Linked DNA regions of Mus musculus: region 2 is linked to region 1. The links are chromatin contacts, called in public promoter capture Hi-C maps. All regions are on one chromosome and are shown on one strand. Each heading gives the region's core, a stretch centred on a gene start, on an enhancer-like site or on the middle of the called end of the contact. The rest is flanking DNA. Distances are from core to core; before and after follow the strand shown.

Region 1 (3,843 bases), core at 990-3,489:
TCAATGTCACACAGACAGCCACCTGTCCCCTCCCAATAGAGCTCCCTATGGCTTGGGGTGGAAGAGGTAAACCCCACCCCAGGTCCCTCCTCTCAGATAGCCTCCTTGGGGCTCAACCCTTTTCTTCGGTTAGGAGACTCAGGCACATGGGAGAGGAGGAAGTGGGGGAGGAGACCGGAGAGGCAGGGTGGTGGAAGGAATGAAGGCAGAAGTGGGGGGTGGGGGGCATGAGCAAGGTCTAGCCCTGCCATGCCCACCAGGGGAGAGGTGAGGAAGCCACACCGTCACACAGCATGTCGGGGAGCAGGTGAAGTTTAAGGCTCAGGGGCTCAGGCAGGCAGGCAGGCAGGCAGGCACGGTCCCAGGCCTCAGTCGAAGCCGAGCCAATCGCTCTGTTCCGAGTCATACTCCAGCTCAGCGCCCACACACTTGACACCATCCAGCAGCATGGGTGTACCGTGGTGCCGGTCTGCAAGGTAGGCCCGAGTTAGAGCGTGCTGGCTGCATGCTGGCACCACACAAGGTTTATTCCACAGGGACCTCTCCCTGGCATTAGCTGGGGATTCGGGGAAAGACCCTGCCAGCTTCAAGAATCTATTGAAGCCGGTCTCATGTCTCCCTCCTCTAACCAGACCTGCCCTAACCCTAACTCACCCATGACCCGCGCCTGCACCGTCACACGCACACAGGTGCCTATGTCACCCTCGCAGGCCAGGAGCATCTCCTCTTTGAGAACACCTTCTTTGTGTGCCGAGTACTCACACTTGATGCTGTAACCTGTTGGAGGACAGGGATGGATAGGCAATCAGTATCTCCTACAGCTCCTCCATACTGTCCCCAGCATGCACAGTCCCCAGATGGTCCCTTCAGAGACCCACCCTACAGAGCTGGTACAGGACTTAAGAAACTCCCCATCCTTTCAAATAAGGCCAATGTGCCCCTGGCCTGAGAACTCAGTGTGGCTCTAAAGGTGGAAGACAGGATCTAATTCATCCTTCTAAGGTCCCACTAGTGCCACACAAGATGGCAGGAAGGGGGTGATGGAGATCAAGGAGAGGCTGTCAGAGTGGGTTTTGAACAGATGGGGTGGAGAGAAAGGAACGTCCGCTAAACAGCAAGTGATTAGGAAGCAGAAGTGGGGATGTGGAATTGAAGCCAGTGCTCGGCTTCATACCCTTGAAACTGGCGCCCTAGTCTCCGTCAGGCTGGTGACCAGGAGTCGGGGCAGCACCAGGAGCCAGCCGGAGAAGCAGCATAGAACCCAATGCCTGGATGGAACGTTCTAGATATCAGCCACCCAAAGCGCCTACAGCTCCTGCCTTTTTATCCAGGAAGATGAGAGGGAAGGCTGGAAGCCCAAAGGCAGTTCCTCAGTGGCTCCCATCTCTGGGACATCTCCACTGAAGGTACCATCAGACAGTGAAGAGGTATGCAAACCTGGAGTGTATGTCAATGGAATGGATTTTCTGTCCAAAAATGGACGCCTGGGGCTGGAACTGCCATGCTCCCACACTGGAAACTCAAGGAGGTGCCAAGCCCCTGACTTTTACTGAGCAGCCTGATCACCCTAGCTAGGGAAAGGGCAAAGAAACACATGCTCTCCTCCCTCCTACTCCCAGCAGGCCCCCGCAGCCCAGGAGGGGACCTACCTTCAGAGGTGGGTGTGACGCTGAGCAGCTTGAGGTGCAAGCTGTGGACAGGGGTCTCACGGATGTCCTTGCTCAGTCTGCGCACTGGAGGCAGAGTGAAGGTAATCTCATACCTGTGCAGGATCTTCAGGAAGCCAACCTGCAGCAACAGGGGAGGAGGGAGAAGCACCTTCACTGGGGCTCCTCTAGGGCATCAGGGCGGCCGCCTGGGCTCCTGGTGGGCCCCAGCACCTGCCTCCCTGGAAGCCCAACGCTTGCTACTCTCCAGCTGTTCCAGGCCTTTCAACAATCCCTTCCCCTTAAGGCTCAAGGCCCAAGTGATTTCTGTTGTCCAGATACACTGCCTGGCAACCAATGCTGTCCCTGTGGGACAGGGGCCTTGGGAAATTTTTTGTGTGAAGGGTCACGCCCCAGTGTCTGTCTCAGAGACCCCATAGGCCTCAGTTTTATAGATAAGAATATGGAAGTCAGGAAGTGACTGCCTAGAGGTCACATTGTAAACAATAGAAAAGTCCTTCCTAGACCTCCTGGTCACTCCTGTCCTGTGTAGTACTCAGTAAGAAACCAGTCACAGCCAGGGAGGGGAAGCGTCACTCCAGCACCTATCCAGATCAAGCAGGCCAGGAAGGAATGCTGGTGACTTCATGACTTGATAGATGGCATGGGATTGAAGAGAAAACAGAACTGGAGAACTGGACATTAGGGTTTGGGGAATGGCTCAGTGGTAGACTATGTATTCAACACGTATGAGTCACTGGTTTTGATACCAAGAACCAACCAAACTAACTAACTACAACAACAACAAAAAAACCACTAAACTAGCTGTGGGAGCCCCCAGCAAGTCAAAAGCCAAATATTAACTAAACCTGTGATCCTGTCTGCCGACATGTGGTAATGGATGTGTGCCCACCTGCACACTCAGTGGTGCCATGTGATCAGTGACCTCTGCTCATGGCCCAAGTCATTTCTGTCATCCAGATACACTGCCTGGCAAACCGATGCTGTCCCTCTGGGACAGAGGCCTTGGGAACTTTTTGGTGTGAAGGGTCAGAATCTGAAATGCTTCTGAGAAGAGTGTCCTTCTGAAAGCTTTCTGAGGCAGGCGAGGTAGCTCTCGTCTACTCCCAGCATGGAGACCAAGGCAACAGGACTGCTACAGGTTGAAGAGCAGTGTGAGCTACCCAGTGAGCCGGGGCCAGAGCTCAGTTGGTAGAGTGCCTGTCTAGCATGCATGGCCCTGGGTTTGCTCCCATCACCAAATCAAATCAGGCCTAGTGGGCCATACCTGTAATCCCAGCACTCTGGAGGCAGGGGCAGAGGGATGGGAAGCCCAAGGTCATCCTTGGCTACACAGCCAGTTCAAGGACAGCTTGGAGTACATGAGACCCTGTCTTAAAAAAAGCAAAACAACACTTTAAAAAAAAAACAATTGGGTTTCTTTTTACTGGCTTACCACATGCTGTAGTGCTGTGCAGGTCAGATGATAATTTGCAGTAGCTGGCTCTATCCTCCCACCAAGTAGGTTCTGGGACCAAACTTAGGTAGCCAGGCTGGGCGAGTACCTTTACCTGCTAAGCCATGTCAATGGTCCTCAAAAGCTTATCAGGTCTACTGAGCGGGCACAGTGGGCGAAATGGTACTCACCACTGACTTGACAATTTGAATCTGGTCCTCAGAACCTACTCAAAAGAAGGGGTGGGCTGACTTTCGAAAGATGTCCACACCTCCATATGTATGCTATAGCACACGTCCCCCAAAATAAATAAATGTAAAAAGGCCGGGCAGTGGTGGTGCACGCCTTTAATCCCAGGACTCTGGGGGCAGAGGCAGGCGGATCTCTGAGTCCAAGGCCAGCCTGGTCTACAGAGTGAATTCCAGGATGGCCAAGGGATACATAGAGAAACCCTGTCTCTATAGTAGGTAGATTAGATAGATAGATAGATAGATAGATAGATAGATAGATAGATAGATAGATAGATAGATAGGGAGGAAGGAAGGAAGGAAGGAAGGAAGGAAGGAAAAGCTTTTTAAAAAAAAGCTTCCTAGGGGCTGGTAAGATGACTCAATGGATAGAGGTACTTGCCACACACACAGGCTTTGGACGTGAGGTCAGTCCAATGTGAAGTCCTGATTGCACACAGTGCTCCCTGACCTCCACATGCACGCTGTGGCACATGCAGAACAGTGCACACAC
Region 2 (3,843 bases), core at 738-3,237, 270 kb after region 1:
AGTTCAGAGGCTTAAAGGGCAAGGAGATTAGTTGGCTTCCTAGGCAAAGGTTATTAACCTTTAAGCTGATTGGTTCTAAGTAAGGTAAGGGGGGTGGATGGGTGGTTGAACAGGGGAATTTCAGAACATTGAGATAACAGCATGAGTATTATAATAGTAACTTTTTGGCTTGTTAGTAGCATTCTTCAGTGTCACCCATAAAAAACCACATTGAGTTCCTATGTAAGTTCAGGAAGAGCTGCCTGGGGGTCAGCTCTGACTTAAGATATTTTAGACATAACAGTTCATATTGACCATTAATTTGTTGGGTCCTACCCTGTCCAACACACACACACACACACACACACACACACACACACACTCCAATATCTCCTACATCACCAAGTCAATTTGGTTTCACCTGAAAGAACACTCTCCACACTGCTAGCGCCTTGTCCCACGTGCTCCATTGGGTCTGTCAACAGCAAAGCCTGGCTGGCGGAGATTTTAGCTGGAAGGACATTCCTGTTGTAACAGTGTTCTTTAAGTTAATGCAAATCAAAGCCAATGAGATTTCATCTTACCTCAGAATGGCTATTACCAAGAAAACAAAGGACCACAAACGCTGGGAATGATGGGAGTTGGGGAAGTGATTCTTATATGTAGTTGGTGGGTCTGCAGATTAGACCCCATATATAGAAATTAGAAGTTCCTCAAAACAAAACAGACTGGACTATTTATATGATCCAGTTCTACCATTTCTGGGTGTGTACCCAAAAGACTCAAACTCAGTTTGCCATATAGACACCTGCACACTAGTGCTTGTGAGATATTATTCACAATACAAGGTTATGGCATCAACCTGGGAAATGTGGTGTATATACACTGTGAATTCTACTCAGCAATAAAGAAGAACAAGACAACACCAGTGAGGTGGCTCAGCAGGTAAGAGCCCTTGCCAGGGAAGCCTGTCAGATGGAGTCTATGCCTGGATGGCATGGTGGAAGGACAGAAGACATCAAAGTTGTCTTCTGACTTCCTCATCACATCTCTCTCTCTCTCTCTCTCTCTCTCTCTCTCACACACACACACACACACAGAGTAATAATAATACAAAAAAGGACAAAAATAATTTCAAGAAAATGGATGGAACTTGTTCTTCATATTATGTGAAAACCAGACTCAGAAAGATACATGGCATGCTTACTCTCTAACAGGAGACTCAGCAGGGGGAAGGAAGGAAGAAAGAGGTGGGACCATCAAGGGCGTGAGTGAAGGGAGGGGACATGGTAAGAAAGGGTAACAAGAGCCTATCTTCAAAGTGCCTTATGTGCGTGTGTAAAAAAAAGTCACATAAAGTCTATTGCTTTGTACAATTACTATCCATTAGTTTAAAAAAGGAGGAATCACAATCCCTTTTTGGTCGAAGTGATAAGATGGTGAGAATGTGTCCTTTGCATTTTCGCAAAACTGTAAAAAGAAAGTCTAGGTCTCTGGGGGAAAAGAAATCAGTCAATAATCAAAGCAAGGCAGTGTCAAAACACTTGTGATGTCAGCTTCCAGGAAGCTGAGGCAAGAGGTCTGTGAGTTCTAGGCTACATAGCAAGCCTGGGCTATTGGGATACACTGTTGGGATACCTTTGTGTGTTTCTGGATTCTATTAATTCTGCAGAGGCAGAGAGCTAAATACTAGCTGCAGCTTGGTGTTATTACTTCTATGGCCCCTCACCGGTCTTATATTTTGTAAGTAGTTGTTATTCCTCACTGGCCTAAGGCAATCTAGAATTGTATCTGCTTGGCTGTAATAAAAATCTGACGGCTAATAACTGGGCAGGAAGTGGAGGGTGGGTCTTCTGGGCAGAGAGAGGGACGCTGGGAGAAGAAATGAGACTCAGGAGATTCTCCAGCAAACTTGGAGGTGGACTTTTGTCAGGCGAGATTAGCATCTGAGCAGACCCTATAATCACAAACGTTCTCAATAGGTCCACTAGGAGTCAGTAGAGACTTCCTCTCCGGTTACTCTCACTTGGGTTCCCAGATGTGGGCGGGGTTGGAGGACTAAGGTGACTGAGGAGAAAGGGGGCCCTGGAATATATCAAAGGGTACCCTCATCTTTGCAAGCAAGAGTTTGTCGGCCCAAGGAACCAAAAAGAACGTGGAATGGAGAGAGTGAAGGGAGAAGCAACCGGGTGAGGCTGGAGGAGCAGGAAGGCAGCAGACAGTGGAGGACTGGAGGGGCGGGGCTCGGACCTTAAGCGCAATGCCGGCACTCTCGGGGTGTTCAGGGTCACAGTCAAATGCTGTGGTCAAAGATTTCTAATTGTAAGGTGCAGCTTGGAAGCAGAAAGTTCACATTTGGGAGCCGGAGTGAGCATAATCAGAAAGGAGGCTCTACTGCCTCCTAGTGGACATTTTGAGATCATTGGTGATTTTGCATTTTTTTTATCTTGCTATGAAATAATAGGGGGAGCCCTATTATTTCATAGCAGAGACTAGTTTTGATGACCTGTGTTCTTTTTGTTTATTTTTTCATTTACCACAATTTTAAGTTATATTGTTCATATGTTTCTTCTATATCTCCCTGCAATATGTTCTCTCTTCATATAGTTCTGTCTGAAGTGGCTTCCAAAAAAAGTTCTTGAGTTAAATGCCTGGCTCTAAAAGCACAAAACCTTTGGGAGACTGGACCTAGGTGAAGGAAACTAGGTCACCGGGGACATGACCTCATAGGGGGTTATTAAGACTCAGACTTGCTATTTCCTGGATGCCATGTAAGGAGCAGGCCTCCTTTATGACGCTCTCCTGCTGTGATACAAGGATCTGACTCACCCACCCCAACAGAGTTAAGCAACCCTGAACTGAAATTGCTGAAGTCACGCAACAAACCAACCAAAAAACCGCTTTCTTCCTTCCGCGTGATTTATTCCAGGTATTGGTTATTGAAACAGAGAACTGACTGACAAACTTGCTAAAGGCAATATTCATAGTTGTAAACCCTGACGTATAAAGAGTTATTCTTCTAAACGGTATGCGTCAGTTAGGAGAATGGTTAGCTGCAGGCAACAAAAACATCTGATGGGAAATGTAAATGAGGAAAATACCTAAAAAAAAAAAAAAAAAAAAACCAAAAAAACCAAAAAACCAAAAAAACCAAAAACCAAAAAAACATCTGATGAGATGGCATTGAAAAACGTAAGTTTTTTTTTTTTCTCTTTTTGCTACCTGAAGAAATCCAGCTGTTAAAAATTGCCAGCCTGGTGTGGTTTTACGGTGGCAGTGGCATCAGGCACCCAGGCTGTCTCTATTTCTGCTTCATTATCCTGCCATGTTGATGTTGTCCCCACATGTGTTATCTCATGGCTGTAGCATCACTAGTCCAGATCCAGGCATCATGTCCAAGGGAGAACTGGAGGAATGAACAAGGGTGGTGCCAATCTCGTCTTCTATAGAAGAAAGAAGTATCCCAGGAGCGGCTGCACACATTGCTCCTGTGCCACTGCACACATTGACCTGTGCCTCGTCCAGAATTGTGTCCGAGGTTTTGGCTTCAAAGGAAGTTGGGAAAAAGTCCTTGTTTAAAGAAAACAATAAACATGAGTTGGTTTACTTTTTATTTTATGTGTATGAGTGTGTATTTTGCCAGTACTAAGTAAGTACACTGAATATGTGCCTGATGCTCTTAGAAGCCAGGAGGGAGCACTGGAGTTATAAGCTGCCTTGTGGATGAGAATGTGAAGACCTGAACCTGGGTCTTCTTCCAGAGCAGCTGCTGTGACTAGCTTAACTACAGAAGCCCCTCCCCAAACAGGGAAATTAGGTCTGCTCAGGAGTCAAAAGTTTTGGCCTCTGGAGAGGTTGGGGCTA

Evidence for each region. Capture Hi-C pulls out chosen DNA fragments and counts their contacts.
Region 2: a promoter capture Hi-C map of adipose tissue shows a contact between it and region 1. The contact joins two enhancer-like sites. A contact is called at or near these places in 5 of 39 promoter capture datasets (the 3T3-L1 cell line, the C10 cell line, hippocampal neurons and 2 more), 2 of 484 Hi-C or Micro-C datasets (the HPC-7 cell line and embryonic stem cells), 4 of 115 datasets of contacts at active chromatin or transcription factors (effector CD8 T cells, extraembryonic endoderm stem cells, large pre-B cells and 1 more) and 1 of 9 other capture datasets (adipose tissue).

Annotation. Positions count from the first base shown.
Region 1 is chr2:131,146,507-131,150,349 of GRCm38.p6, forward strand. It overlaps 1700037H04Rik (RIKEN cDNA 1700037H04 gene), which reads right to left. Exons shown (of 6, transcript NM_026091.3): 4 at 1,650-1,788; 5 at 655-777; 6 at 1-469. The coding sequence ends at 369. Among named protein-coding and RNA genes, the nearest start is that of Gm14232, 8.9 kb to the right of the region's middle. Within about 2 kb of position 2,240, at least 16 of the 459 cell types and tissues checked have an H3K27ac peak or open chromatin away from gene starts, as enhancers often do. A contact at or near this core is called in adipose tissue, where this site is marked.
Region 2 is chr2:131,420,999-131,424,841 of GRCm38.p6, forward strand. No RefSeq gene overlaps it. Among named protein-coding and RNA genes, the nearest start is that of Smox, 69 kb to the right of the region's middle. Within about 2 kb of position 1,988, at least 188 of the 459 cell types and tissues checked have an H3K27ac peak or open chromatin away from gene starts, as enhancers often do. A contact at or near this core is called in adipose tissue, where this site is marked.